Regions from separate parts of the Sus scrofa genome. Here regions 1, 2 and 4 are each linked to region 3. Evidence: chromatin contacts called from public HiChIP or PLAC-seq and promoter capture Hi-C data. All regions are on one chromosome and are shown on one strand. Each heading gives the region's core, a stretch centred on a gene start, on an enhancer-like site or on the middle of the called end of the contact. The rest is flanking DNA. Distances are from core to core; before and after follow the strand shown. Region 1 holds the start of SAMD8 (sphingomyelin synthase-related protein 1). Region 2 holds the start of COMTD1 (catechol O-methyltransferase domain-containing protein 1). Region 3 holds the start of ADK (adenosine kinase). Region 4 holds the start of VDAC2 (voltage dependent anion channel 2).

Region 1 (2,700 bases), core at 6-2,505, 840 kb before region 3:
AGTAAAATCGAAACGTCCAAATTCTTGTTTCAAATTTAAGCCTTTTCATTCTTTTTTTAAAGATCTACACTTGTCTAGTATTTAAGATATATTTTTTTTTAAAATACAAAGAAAATCACACTATTACTGTTACAAGAAACCCAAATGCTTATCTTTATTTTCAGAATCTCTTTCACTCTTTTCCAAACTTCACTTCCTTTTCACTACTTCCCCTAGTCCTGTGGGCAAATCAGTGTTTTTAACACCACCCCTCCCACTTCATATTCTTAAAAAAGGATTCACTGTCCACAGATGAGAAAACCCCATTAACCAATTATATTACCCTAGTGATTCCCATGCTTTAAAAGACGCCTGTGAAAATGCCAAAATCCTAAATTAGGGCTCCCAAGGGCTCCTTTTCTTTCTTGAGCCCATTTCTCTTTTTCTGGTCTTTAAGGCCACCCGATAGCCCCTTCCTCTTCAAACCTAAATCCTTCCTCTAATGACCAGAACCCCCTTCGGTGCGCGATCTCGTCAGTCCCAAGCCATTTCCCTCTCCCTGGCCAGGTGGCAACATCGACCCTGGTCCTGCTCCTGCTCCTCTCATCCCTCGGCCCCCACTGGCCAAATCCCAGAGCATCTCTTCCTCCCGTCCCACGTTCCTGCGGGACCCCTTGCGTATTCGCCCCTCGCCACCCGGCTTTCGAAAACCTCCAAGCCCCCAACTCTTCAAGGGCACCTCTCCCTCAGCTTCCCACTCCCTCTCACTCGCCCCTCGGCCTCTACTTAACACCCAGGCTCGGGTGTTAACCACTCCGGGCCTCGGCTCAACAACCTCCATTTCCCTCAGATTCCATTCTAGAGCTGACTCTCCAAGCTCCCTCAACCGCCTCTCGGGGCCCCTCGGGATCCCTGTCCACGGCAGCCCCCGGCTCCAACCCCGATTCCCCACTCACCCTTGGCTGCAGGCGCCCCCCAAACTCCCCTCTCCGCCTCAGCTCCCGCTCACCTCCGCGGCCCGAGTCAGGTTCCCCGGACCCACCTCCGAGTCGGCGTACCAGCCGTTGTCGGAGTCCGGCGCCCTCCGGGCCTCGCCGGAGTAAAACGCCTCGAGCGGCGGGGGCGGGGCTCGGGGAGGGGAGCCGGAATGGAGGCGGGGGCGGTAGCGGCTGCGCGCTGGCATCGCTCCGGCCCACCTCTCAGCCGCGCCGGCAGCCGCTCGAATCCGAACCGGAACTGCTTCTGGAGGCGGGGCCCTACCGGGGGAGGAGGAGCCCTGCCTGCGGGGCGGGGCCAAAACCGGAAGGGACACGGGGCTCAAGCTGTGCGCCAGGGAAGGGCGGAGGCGTGGAACCGCAGCAGGGAAACACAGGAGCGCATGTCAGGCCCAGAGCCAAAGTGGGAGATGAGGGGCTAGTGGAGATGGGGCGAGGCCTATGGGGGTGGTAATAGGGTTCGGAGACAAGAGGAATTTATACCCTAATTCCTTTGGAGGAAGCCAGTTCCTCTCCAAGAGCTAACCTGCAGTCATCATTGTTATCATATACTGCCTCTGCTCTCTGACAGTCCCTATGCCAAATGCCGTATAAATATCTCACTTGCTCCTTGTGCCACCTCTATAGGGTATTACAACAAAGAAGGGCCAAGAAACTTGCCTGAGGTTGGGCAGTTAATATGTGCCAAAGCCAGTACTCCCACTCAAACCTAACTTTAGAACCTATGCTCCTCTCACTTTACTACCCCACCCTGAGGGAAGTCCCCAACCAAGGCCTAGCATTGGCATAAATCAAGTCCCAAACTACTTGCCACTTAGGCTCCAGCCCCTTCTTGGCCTTGCTTCCCTGGGTGGTGCAAGGCAGACTTCAGTGACTCCAATAGGGGTGGGGATAGGTTCTGGGGTTGAATGTGAGTTTGCATTGCTTCCATGGAATGCCCTGGTGTGGCCTTTACCCTCAAGCTGGACTCAAGGCCAAGTGCAGCTGGGACATTCCCAATTGCAGCTCTTACCCCTTTCAGCCCCATCAAGCCTTCATGAAGTCATCTTGGAAAGGGCAAGAGACCTCACTTCTTCAGCCCATAACTAGCTCTAGCAGAAGGACAGATATAGACCTTTCTCTGTTTCTGCTGTGGGGACAAAAGCCCTTATAGGCAGAAGAAGCTCCCTCCCACTCCAAAATCTTTCTGATGACTGCCCTTTGGCTCTTCAGAAAGTCTAGGGCAACATCCACCTCCCTTCTCCCTTTGGACATACATGGCGAATTTTAGCCTTCTCTTTTGAAAAACCAGCCATCTTCATAACAGAACCATTGTTCGAACCTTCTCCCACCAACCGTATGGGCACCCTTTAGAGGAGGCCCTCCATGCTCCTCTCCACATTTCTCTGACCCTATAACTCAGTAAACTTTCCTTAGGCTCTATAATCCAAAAGCTCATTCAACAGTACAGTTCCCATCTAGTTTGTGGCCCACCAAGACCTGAGGAACTTTTCCGATCATTCATCCTTGAAACCAACCACCTCCTCTGCACCCTGGATCTCTACTTTAACTCAGTTCTCAGAATCAAAGAGCCTTATGCAGGCTCTAAATCATCTTCTACGTGTTAGACACAGAATATCCTTTGTTTCATTTAATCCTCACAATTCTCTAAGGTAGGTATAATTATTCTTTAGAGATGAGGAAACTGAGGCTGAGAGGTAAAGTGACTTGCATAGTGACGTGTCTG
Region 2 (2,812 bases), core at 168-2,667, 950 kb before region 3:
TGGCCGCATGCTTGGCAACAGGCAGACGGGAGGAGCTGGGAGGGCGGACCCAGACCCACCCAGCAGCAAACCACGGGCTCCTCCCCTGAATACCGCCCGGGACTGTGGACTGATTGGTCAAAGGATCAGCCCCACCCCTGTGTCTGATAGGAGGCCACGCCTTCCGCCCCTGCGCGGCCTCGCCACCCACCCCCCACCGCCCCGCTCACCCTGGCCCAGGGCTCGCGAAGCTCGGATCAGTCCCAGCTCGCCCGGGACTTCAGGCTTAGCCAAGCCAGTCCCTCAACAAACCCAGCAACAAGGCTGTCTCTGAGCCCTGCTGGGGCTGAGCCTCGCCTGGGAAGCCCCTGGTGGAGTTCCAGTCTGCCCAGTGTGGTTGCCGAAGGGCTGGAGGGCCCTTCGTGTCAGGGGACAGCCGCAGAGTTGTCTGATGGAATTTGACTCCTTTTATAATTATAGCTCACTAAGTGCCGGGCCCTGTGTAAATCCTTCACCCGGATTTTCTCATTTCATCCCCCAGAGGTTAGGACTACTAAGAACCCCACTGTACAGAAGAGCAAATTCTGAAGCTGGGGCTGCTCACCACTTCCCTGTGTCCTGCGGTCTCTGAGCCCAGCTTCACTAATACAAGCCAGGAACACCTTTCTCTTAGCCCCACTCGGCACAGTTGATGTTCAATCAGTGCTTACTGGATGGCAGCCCTGCGCAACAGCCCTGCAAAGGGGCCTCACCTGTCCTCCGGTCACTTTCCTCCCCAAGATTTCTTCACTCCAACCTATGATTATAACAGCAGCTGCTATTTCTCGAGCACTTACTGTGTGCCAGGCCATGGATGGGATCTGGTGCCATTAACAGTAAGAGAATGGTCCCAGTTTTACACAAAGGAAACTGAGGCTCAGAGAGACTGATGGGCCCAAGATCTCACACCTATGTCTAGCTGGCTCCCAAGAGCAGGATTCTAACTAAGGATATTGGCACAGAGCTCAATCAACCAGATCTTACCCGGGGCTCCCGAACCCCACCTCTGGTTATGCCTCCTAAAATTACACTCCTTCAGCCTGATACCCTTGGTAACCTCCTCCAAGAGGCCTCCTCTGATTCTCTCAGTCCTTCCCAGGGATCCTTTAATTTCTATCGCTTTGTACCTTTACTATCCTGTTACACCAACGGTCTACTCACCCACCCAATATGCCCTAAGGGGTTCTCAGCAAAAGTGGTAGCGATGAGGAAGAACCATAACCAAGAGTAGCATCACATTTTTCTTTCCTGACTCAGGCCCCTAGACCTCCGGTGACCGAGAAAGAAAGCAACCCCTGATGTAGTGCTTCCTCCCCGCCGGGCGCAGTTCCGAACGTGGCCACCAGATGACGACGGATCCACTTGGGTGGGGCTTGCAGTAAGGCAGTGCTGCCGCCAGATGGTACTCGAGACCGCAGTTCCGAGGTCACTGCCCCGGCGGGGTGGAGCCGCCAGGGTCCGCGGGTCCCAGGGAGGTCCCAGTAGCCTCAGCGCAGGTGAACAGGACGCCGCCGTCTCCAGCCTACACCATGACCCAGCCGGTGCCCCGGCTCTCTGTGCCCGCCGCGCTGGCCTTGGGTTCGGCCGCACTGGGCGCCGCCTTTGCCAGCGGCCTCTTCCTCGGTGAGTATGTCGGGGCCTTTGGCACCCTCCGCAGAGCCCCTGGGCGGGCACCGGAGTAGAGCCCCCGCGGGCGGGCGGGCACTGGAGCAGAGCCCATGAATCCGCGAGGCTGGCTGCGGCTGAGGGTCAGCCCTGGTGCCCAAGAGCCCCAGTCCCTGATCCCAGCACCCACTACCCGGTAGGGAGACGGTTCCCTCCACGGCGATCCCGGCAAGAGAAGCGACTGCTGCCCCCTGAGGACAGCCCCCTGTGGCAGTATCTGCTGAGCCGCTCCCTGCGGGAACACCCGGCGCTGCGGAGTCTGCGGCTGGTCAGCAGGGCCAAGGGGGCGGGAACAGGCGCCCACCGCGGGCCCATTTGGGCCCACGTGGTTATGTGACCTTGGGCGGGGCGGTGGCCCTCTCTGGGCTTTCCCGCTCCCCAGGCGGCTCTCAGTGGGCGTTCCGCGAGGGCACGCCCCTGGGCCACGCCTGCAACCCCCCTCGGGGCGGGGGGAAGCTCTGAACCTGGGGTGGAGCTGGGTAACTGGCAGAGCTATGCGACCCTCTCCTCTCCCACGCAGCTGACCTTGGAGCAGCCGCAGGGGGATTCCATGATGACCTGTGAGCAGGCCCAGCTCCTAGCCAACCTGGCTCGCCTCATCAAGGCTAAGAAGGCGCTGGATCTGGGTAGGGCGCTCATTCGGGGTCACTGGGGGCCGGAGTCACCGGGCCATCCTCCTACTCTGGCCTGAACCTGTCGGTGTCCATGTTCCCAGGCACTTTCACAGGCTACTCAGCCCTAGCGTTGGCCCTGGCGCTGCCGCCTGCCGGGCGCGTGGTGACCTGCGAAGTTGATGCGGGGCCCCCAGAGCTGGGGCGGCCCCTGTGGAGGCAGGTGAGTGTCCCCCATGCCTGAGGTCCCGGTCAGGCGACTGGAGCCCCGGCACCCCCAGCTCCGGCTCTGACCCCGCCCCTTCCGCAGGCTGAGGAGGAGCACAAGATCGACCTTCGGTTGAAGCCTGCCTTGGAAACCCTGGGTGAGGAACGGAGCGGAAAGGGCCTTGGCGCCGTTTTCCTAGTGGGTCCGCTGGGCAGGCTTCTTGGGCACTGACAGCACCCCCGCCCCCTAGTACGCGGCCACATGCAGGGAGGCAGGGCCGGCACTTCCGAGGCCGGTCCTGAATGGCCAC
Region 3 (2,700 bases), core at 151-2,650:
AAGTTGCAGCTGTCTTCCAATTTGAAAGAGGAAAATTTGTAAAGGAGGTGCTTTTTAAGGAAATTCTCTAATAAATGATCAAAGGAGGGAAGCACATGCCTTTAACCCAGGGAGGTCTGATTCAAAAGCCTTTGCTTTAGTCTATAGTTTGAAATCCTAAAACAAAAATAGAACATCCTGAGGAATCCAAAAAAAAAAAAAGTTTATTTTCTTTGTGTAAGGTAGGCACACTAAACCTTTGCCCTTTTGAGGGTAATATGAAATATATTAAAAGGCGAAAGATTTATACGATCTGAAGAGAAACCAGAGTATTAATATGAAATATATTAAAGGCACTGGCAGGGATTTGGTCACTAACCATTCAAACAGCATGAACACACCACCAGATCCCTTAGTGACCTTTCATTTTCAATTATGATTCACTCTTTCAGAGGTGAAGGGTAATGTTGGAAGAAGTGAGCTTTGTCTTGTACAATTAGGAGTGTCTCAAGAGTTCTAAATCAGTTTGATATGTCTAGTTTAAGACACAAAATTTATTGCCTTCCAAGGAGCATTTCAAAATCAGCAAAGAATATATATACTACACCTCATGTTTATTAGGGGATACTATATTAACCAATAAGCAAAAGCTGAAACATCAAATCACCTGTAAAGCAAAAATTAGGTGGAGAACTATCTCCACTACTGCCAAAAAATGCAAAGAAAGTAAGAAAAATCAACTTTTCCTAACCATTCAGGCAAATTCCATCCCCGCAAAGCCTCGGAGGTGGGGTCCCGGTCCCTGGAAAAGGGTCTGCAAAGGTACCAGACTTCAGTAGCGAATATACCAAAAATAAGGTGAAGACGTCTTTCCGCGAAAATTCCCCTAAATTCTGTTTTTCTCCCGGGGTAGTGCAGTCGCTACGCATTTTCCTCGTTATCCCCAGGAAAAAGGAGGTAGCCGCAGGTGACGCGGCTCAGGTCGGGTCTGGTCCTCCTAGGTCACATCTGCCCTGTGCGGACCGGCTCCCACGTGGCGCCCACAGCCTTCCACCGCCAGCTCCGAGCGCCCCGCCAGCGCTGTGATTGGCCAAGGGCGAGCAGGCGGAGACTGAACTAAACTGGGCAGGCGCCGGGCAAAGGGTCGCAGCCCAGCGGATACGAGCGCTGGCCTCAGGCGGGCGGTGAGGATAGCACCCAGCGCCGAAGCCGCGCAACCCCACGTGGGCCAAGGTTAGCGGCAGGCGCCGTTGCCCTCCACCCTACGTCAGGTAGTGCTCACCTCAGCGTTCGCAGCGCCTCCACCTTCAGCTTTTTGGGCTTTGGCTCTTCTTCAACCGCTGCCATCTTCACGCTCCCACCTCACTTAAGCACCAGCGCACGCCCCACCCCTTCGGCTCCTTGGCCACGCCCCCTCCTCCCATCACCGCCTCCTTTCCTCTAGACCCCGCCCCTCTCTCCTCCCCCTAGTCCCCGCCTCTCCCGACCACAGCCATTGGCTTTACTTCTGGGCCTCACCCATTGGATAATGCACAGCCCCTCCGGACCCCGCCAGTCCGACTGTAGGGGCACCCCTAACTGGTTTAGACTGCGGATGAGCGCCTGAGTCCAGAAGATGCGAAACTCCCTATTTTTCTAGATTCTGTGTGATCTAGAAGATTATATCCTAAACTTCAAAAGACATATTTCTCATTCAGCGTCTTCCCGCTCGTTTAATCTTTCCAATACTGTTGGTTTCTTTGAGGCTGTTAGTCAGGCAATCTACCAGGCACCTCAACTGCAGGGGTCCTCACGACCTTCTCAGCTTCCTCAGCCTCGCTCTGGAGAGGACCCCGCATCTAATCACTGGCTGGCCCTGGTGTCGGGGTGAGTGTGAGGGGCTGGGAGTGTGCGGATAGGGGACAGCTCGAAATCTGGGGGGTTGACGGAATAGCCAAGGCTCTGAACTCCAGGCTGGGCTACGGAAGCGTCTCCAGTGCTGTTTACCGGGGCCGTGCCTCCCACTAGGCCTTCCGGTCTTTCTTGTCAGCTGGGCCGGAAGGGAGCGGTGTACTTGCCAGTGTTTCTAGGCCCTAGGCCCAAGAGGTTCTGGCTTTTTGGGTCCCTCGCCGTTCTCTGCCACGGGAAAACGGTCTTGTAACGCACAGTGAGCTGGAATACCGGTGACTCTGATCTCAGCCTCAGGTTTCTACTGTGGAGGACAAAATCCTTAACTGACCTAAGCGGACGTCCTGTTAGAGCGTGTCGCCCAGGATGGGCCTGGGGTGGGGAATAGGGTGAGGAGAGTGTTGCATTTTTTCAGAAGTGAGTTGATGGGAATCAAAACTGAGGAGGTGACAGCGAGTATGGAAAAGTGATGAATGATATGGTTTGGTGGATTTGTATTGAACCCGAAGCCAACGCTTCATCAGAAAGGTGGTACCTTCATAAAGTTAGGAGTCCTTACATGAAAAGGAAGAATCTTGTGGAGTTTGGGATATATCGAGTTTGAAACAGTGGTTTAGGTGGAGGTAATAGAAAGATTAAAAAGAAAAAAAAAAAAAAAAAAAAACTTACAAGTACATCTGAAAGAAGCTTTCGAGGTGAAAACAAAAACAGATGAAATTTCACATAATTTGGTAAGAAGTATTTGTCTTGTTTTGGGCAAATTTATTAGGGACATGAAATACTGCAAGGATCAAAGGACAAAGTTGAAGTCTGAGAATAGGTCGTTGGATTTAA
Region 4 (2,700 bases), core at 58-2,557, 930 kb before region 3:
TCCTGTAACTCAAGTTTGAAAAAAACAGATGAAACTGGGATAGAATTTGGATTGTTTTACAGTACTATTTTAATAGAAATCTTATCTTAAATATAACTAATAAGAGAATGCAGCAAAATACTTACAATTTAAAGTCAATAATTTCCCTAAGCAATCCAAACACACATTTTCCACTTCAGATCTAAAATTTTTAAAGCAATTCTTACCAAATCCTTTGTTGAAAATATCTCTGGCAGCTTTGCCAAGGTCAGCATATGATGGCGGAATACACATTGCTGGTGGGAAGAAACATTCCAATGTTAATGTCCCTGTGCTCCCACAGTCTGTTCAAGAACTAGATTATGAACAGACTGCTATCTTTAAATCCAAGCAATCCAACTTGTTTTTATTACCACGAGGAGCTACAACAAAACTATAGTCTACTAGGATCCATGAGGGAGACATCAGCACCAAAGACTAATTTCTAAAACAGATAACTATAGTAAGTGGCCAAAAAACTTGGGAAATTCCTTCCAAAATATACAAAGAATCAAACACATACACACATATATAACTATACATTCAAATATACCTGCCAAAAGTCACTGGAATAGGCTGATTTAACCAAATGAGATTAAAAAAACTAAGACAAGTCCCTCACCCCCTCCCCCAATACATCCTTTAGTATCCTCTCTGAGGCCAAAACCAATATTCTGGAATGGGAAGAGAAAGGTAAATAATACCTGGGGAACTTAACGGAACTTAAAAAAAAGCCATCTATGTTTCACTCAAGTGTCTACATCAACTAAATATCAGATGGCACTTTAGACATATCCTCGGCCAATGCTGTGCGGCTTAAGGGCAAGCAATCTGAGCTCGTTACACTAGCTCATTCATTCTACACAGCACGTCCACGCCCTTAGGAGCACATGTAATGACCTTGTGCACTCACAAGGGAGATTACTACTTCCTCTAAAAAAGTGACCGATCCAAGCCTCCAAAAACCAAATCCGGTATCAGTAACTTTTTCCTCTGAGTCCATTAAAGACACATCCAAAAGCTGAAGGTGAATGCGACCATGAACCAACTCCCCTGGCCTAGTCCCCCTATTCGAAATCCAGCAACTCAGTCCCTCCTCCGCAGAACTAGAGGAGTCAGACGATGGAGAAACTACCAAAAGGGACAAATTTCCAAGTCCTCGGAGAGATACGGGAAAAGAAGCCCTAGTTTTCCGTTCGACAGGCTTCGACTGTCCAGGCACCGCCGCCCCGTCCCGCAGAGATCCCCCTCTACTTACGCCGTGGGCAGGTCTGTCCATAGGACGCCATGGCGAAGCCGTCGGATGAGGTGATCTGAAGGAGGGACATAAAGTGTGGTCAGCAGGGGTCAGAAGCAAACCAAGGGGCCAGAAAGGGGGTCTGGGACAGAGGGGAGAGGGGCCGCGGGGCAGCGCGGCCATCTTAGGGAGCCAGGGCCGACCCAGAGTCCGGCTCAGACATCCTGCTTGGCCGCCCAGGCCTACGCCCCCGGGTCAGAGTGAGGCGGGGGCAGCGGTACCTGGTGGTCTCCTGGGGGGAGGGGGAGGCGCCCCTGCCGTTCGCTCGCAGCAGAAACCGTTCGGCTCCTTCAGGGTCGGGCTGCAGCTCCCTCGGCTGGAGGGCGAAGTGAAGGAGACACCGTTCCGCCTGCCGCAACCCTGTCCTCCCCCCACCGGCCAGGACCCTGCCGCTGCCCCTGGGGCTGCCCGCCGCGCCTGTCCCCGCAGCGCCGCCTGCTGCCCACTCCAACCTGCTCTAAAACAGCCACGTGCTCCAAGAGCACCCCCGCCCCCGGGATAGGGCGCCTCGGTCCCTCGGCGGGGGCCAGAAAGACAGACGTTGCCGGACCTCAGGTCAGGCAGCGAAGAGGACAGCCCCAGAGACGAGGGGGCGGGGAACGACGGATGCTGCCGGAGGGGACCGCGAGGGCGGGGGGATGGGGTGGAGGCCCCGCGCGCGCTCAATATGGGCGGGGCGGGGCGTCGGGCGCGTGCCTGAGCGGGACTGCGCGCGACTGGGCGCGACCGCGCTCCCCGAGGTCACGTACATCTCTCCAACTCCCCTTCTTGGCTGTGACTTACATGCCCTGCAGAGCCAATCCCCGGTAGAGGAAGGAGTCTGCTGAGCGATACCACTTCTGCCCTGAGCAAGTGCTTGCGTCTCTGGAAGACCGTGTGTCTCTCCTGGCTCAGAGAGAAATGAGTGGGGCGCTGGGGCGTACCTCCAGCCCCTCGCCCACTCCCTTCTTTCGCCCGCTTCCCATCATGGTGTAATCGCCATGCTAGGCGGGGCTCGGCCTGAGAGGCTCTCTTGGGCTGCCCCGCCCTGAACAAACTTGAGCACGTCTCGGGGTGCCCCGCCTTTCCCTACTCCACCCTACCCCCGCTCAAGCCTTAGGGTTCCTTTTCTGCCTCCTTCGTCTGGATTGGGGTGGGACTGCTTTACACACACAGAGAAACTGGAGCGGTCTTGGTGAGTCAAGCCTGCTAGAAAATTTAGGAATCATGCTGACCAAGCATTAGAACGCTGCACTCCAGTTCTCTGGGTGTGCAGGAAGTGAAGAAGCCAAGGGGACAAGAAAAAAATGAGCGGTCTAATGAGATAGAAATAGGGTCAATTTAAGGTCGGTAATCAATAGCCAGTCTCAGCAATTTATCCCTTCTCTACCCCAGTTTTGTCTTGT

What was found. Promoter capture Hi-C pulls out the DNA fragments that hold promoters and counts their contacts. HiChIP or PLAC-seq counts read pairs in DNA pulled down with a chosen protein or histone mark.
Region 1: a promoter capture Hi-C map of fetal skeletal muscle shows a contact between it and region 3, with 7 times the contacts expected there. The contact joins the promoter of SAMD8 here to the promoter of ADK in region 3. A contact is called at or near these places in 3 of 5 promoter capture datasets (fetal liver, fetal skeletal muscle and liver), 1 of 47 Hi-C or Micro-C datasets (embryonic fibroblasts) and 2 of 2 datasets of contacts at active chromatin or transcription factors (alveolar macrophages and skeletal muscle).
Region 2: a contact with region 3 is called in an H3K27ac HiChIP or PLAC-seq map of skeletal muscle, with 5 times the contacts expected there. The contact joins the promoter of COMTD1 here to the promoter of ADK in region 3. A contact is called at or near these places in 2 of 5 promoter capture datasets (fetal skeletal muscle and liver), 1 of 47 Hi-C or Micro-C datasets (embryonic fibroblasts) and 2 of 2 datasets of contacts at active chromatin or transcription factors (alveolar macrophages and skeletal muscle).
Region 4: a promoter capture Hi-C map of fetal skeletal muscle shows a contact between it and region 3, with 5 times the contacts expected there. The contact joins the promoter of VDAC2 here to the promoter of ADK in region 3. A contact is called at or near these places in 1 of 5 promoter capture datasets (fetal skeletal muscle), 2 of 47 Hi-C or Micro-C datasets (embryonic fibroblasts and heart right ventricle) and 2 of 2 datasets of contacts at active chromatin or transcription factors (alveolar macrophages and skeletal muscle).

What each region holds. Positions count from the first base shown.
Region 1 is chr14:77,677,842-77,680,541 of Sscrofa11.1, reverse strand. It overlaps SAMD8 (sphingomyelin synthase-related protein 1), which reads right to left and starts at 1,255. Exons shown (of 6, transcript XM_005671120.3): 1 at 989-1,255. The coding sequence starts at 1,162.
Region 2 is chr14:77,785,476-77,788,287 of Sscrofa11.1, reverse strand. It overlaps COMTD1 (catechol O-methyltransferase domain-containing protein 1), which reads left to right and starts at 1,417. Exons shown (of 7, transcript XM_021073150.1): 1 at 1,417-1,641; 2 at 1,824-1,951; 3 at 2,204-2,309; 4 at 2,399-2,517; 5 at 2,605-2,659. The coding sequence starts at 1,548.
Region 3 is chr14:76,834,772-76,837,471 of Sscrofa11.1, reverse strand. ADK (adenosine kinase) reads right to left here and starts at 1,400. Exons shown (of 11, transcript XM_003359240.4): 1 at 1,262-1,400. The coding sequence starts at 1,326. AP3M1 (adaptor related protein complex 3 mu 1 subunit) reads left to right here and starts at 1,798. Exons shown (of 9, transcript NM_001243516.1): 1 at 1,798-1,845.
Region 4 is chr14:77,766,302-77,769,001 of Sscrofa11.1, reverse strand. VDAC2 (voltage dependent anion channel 2) reads right to left here and starts at 1,307. Exons shown (of 9, transcript NM_214369.1): 1 at 1,277-1,307; 2 at 207-275. The coding sequence starts at 1,307.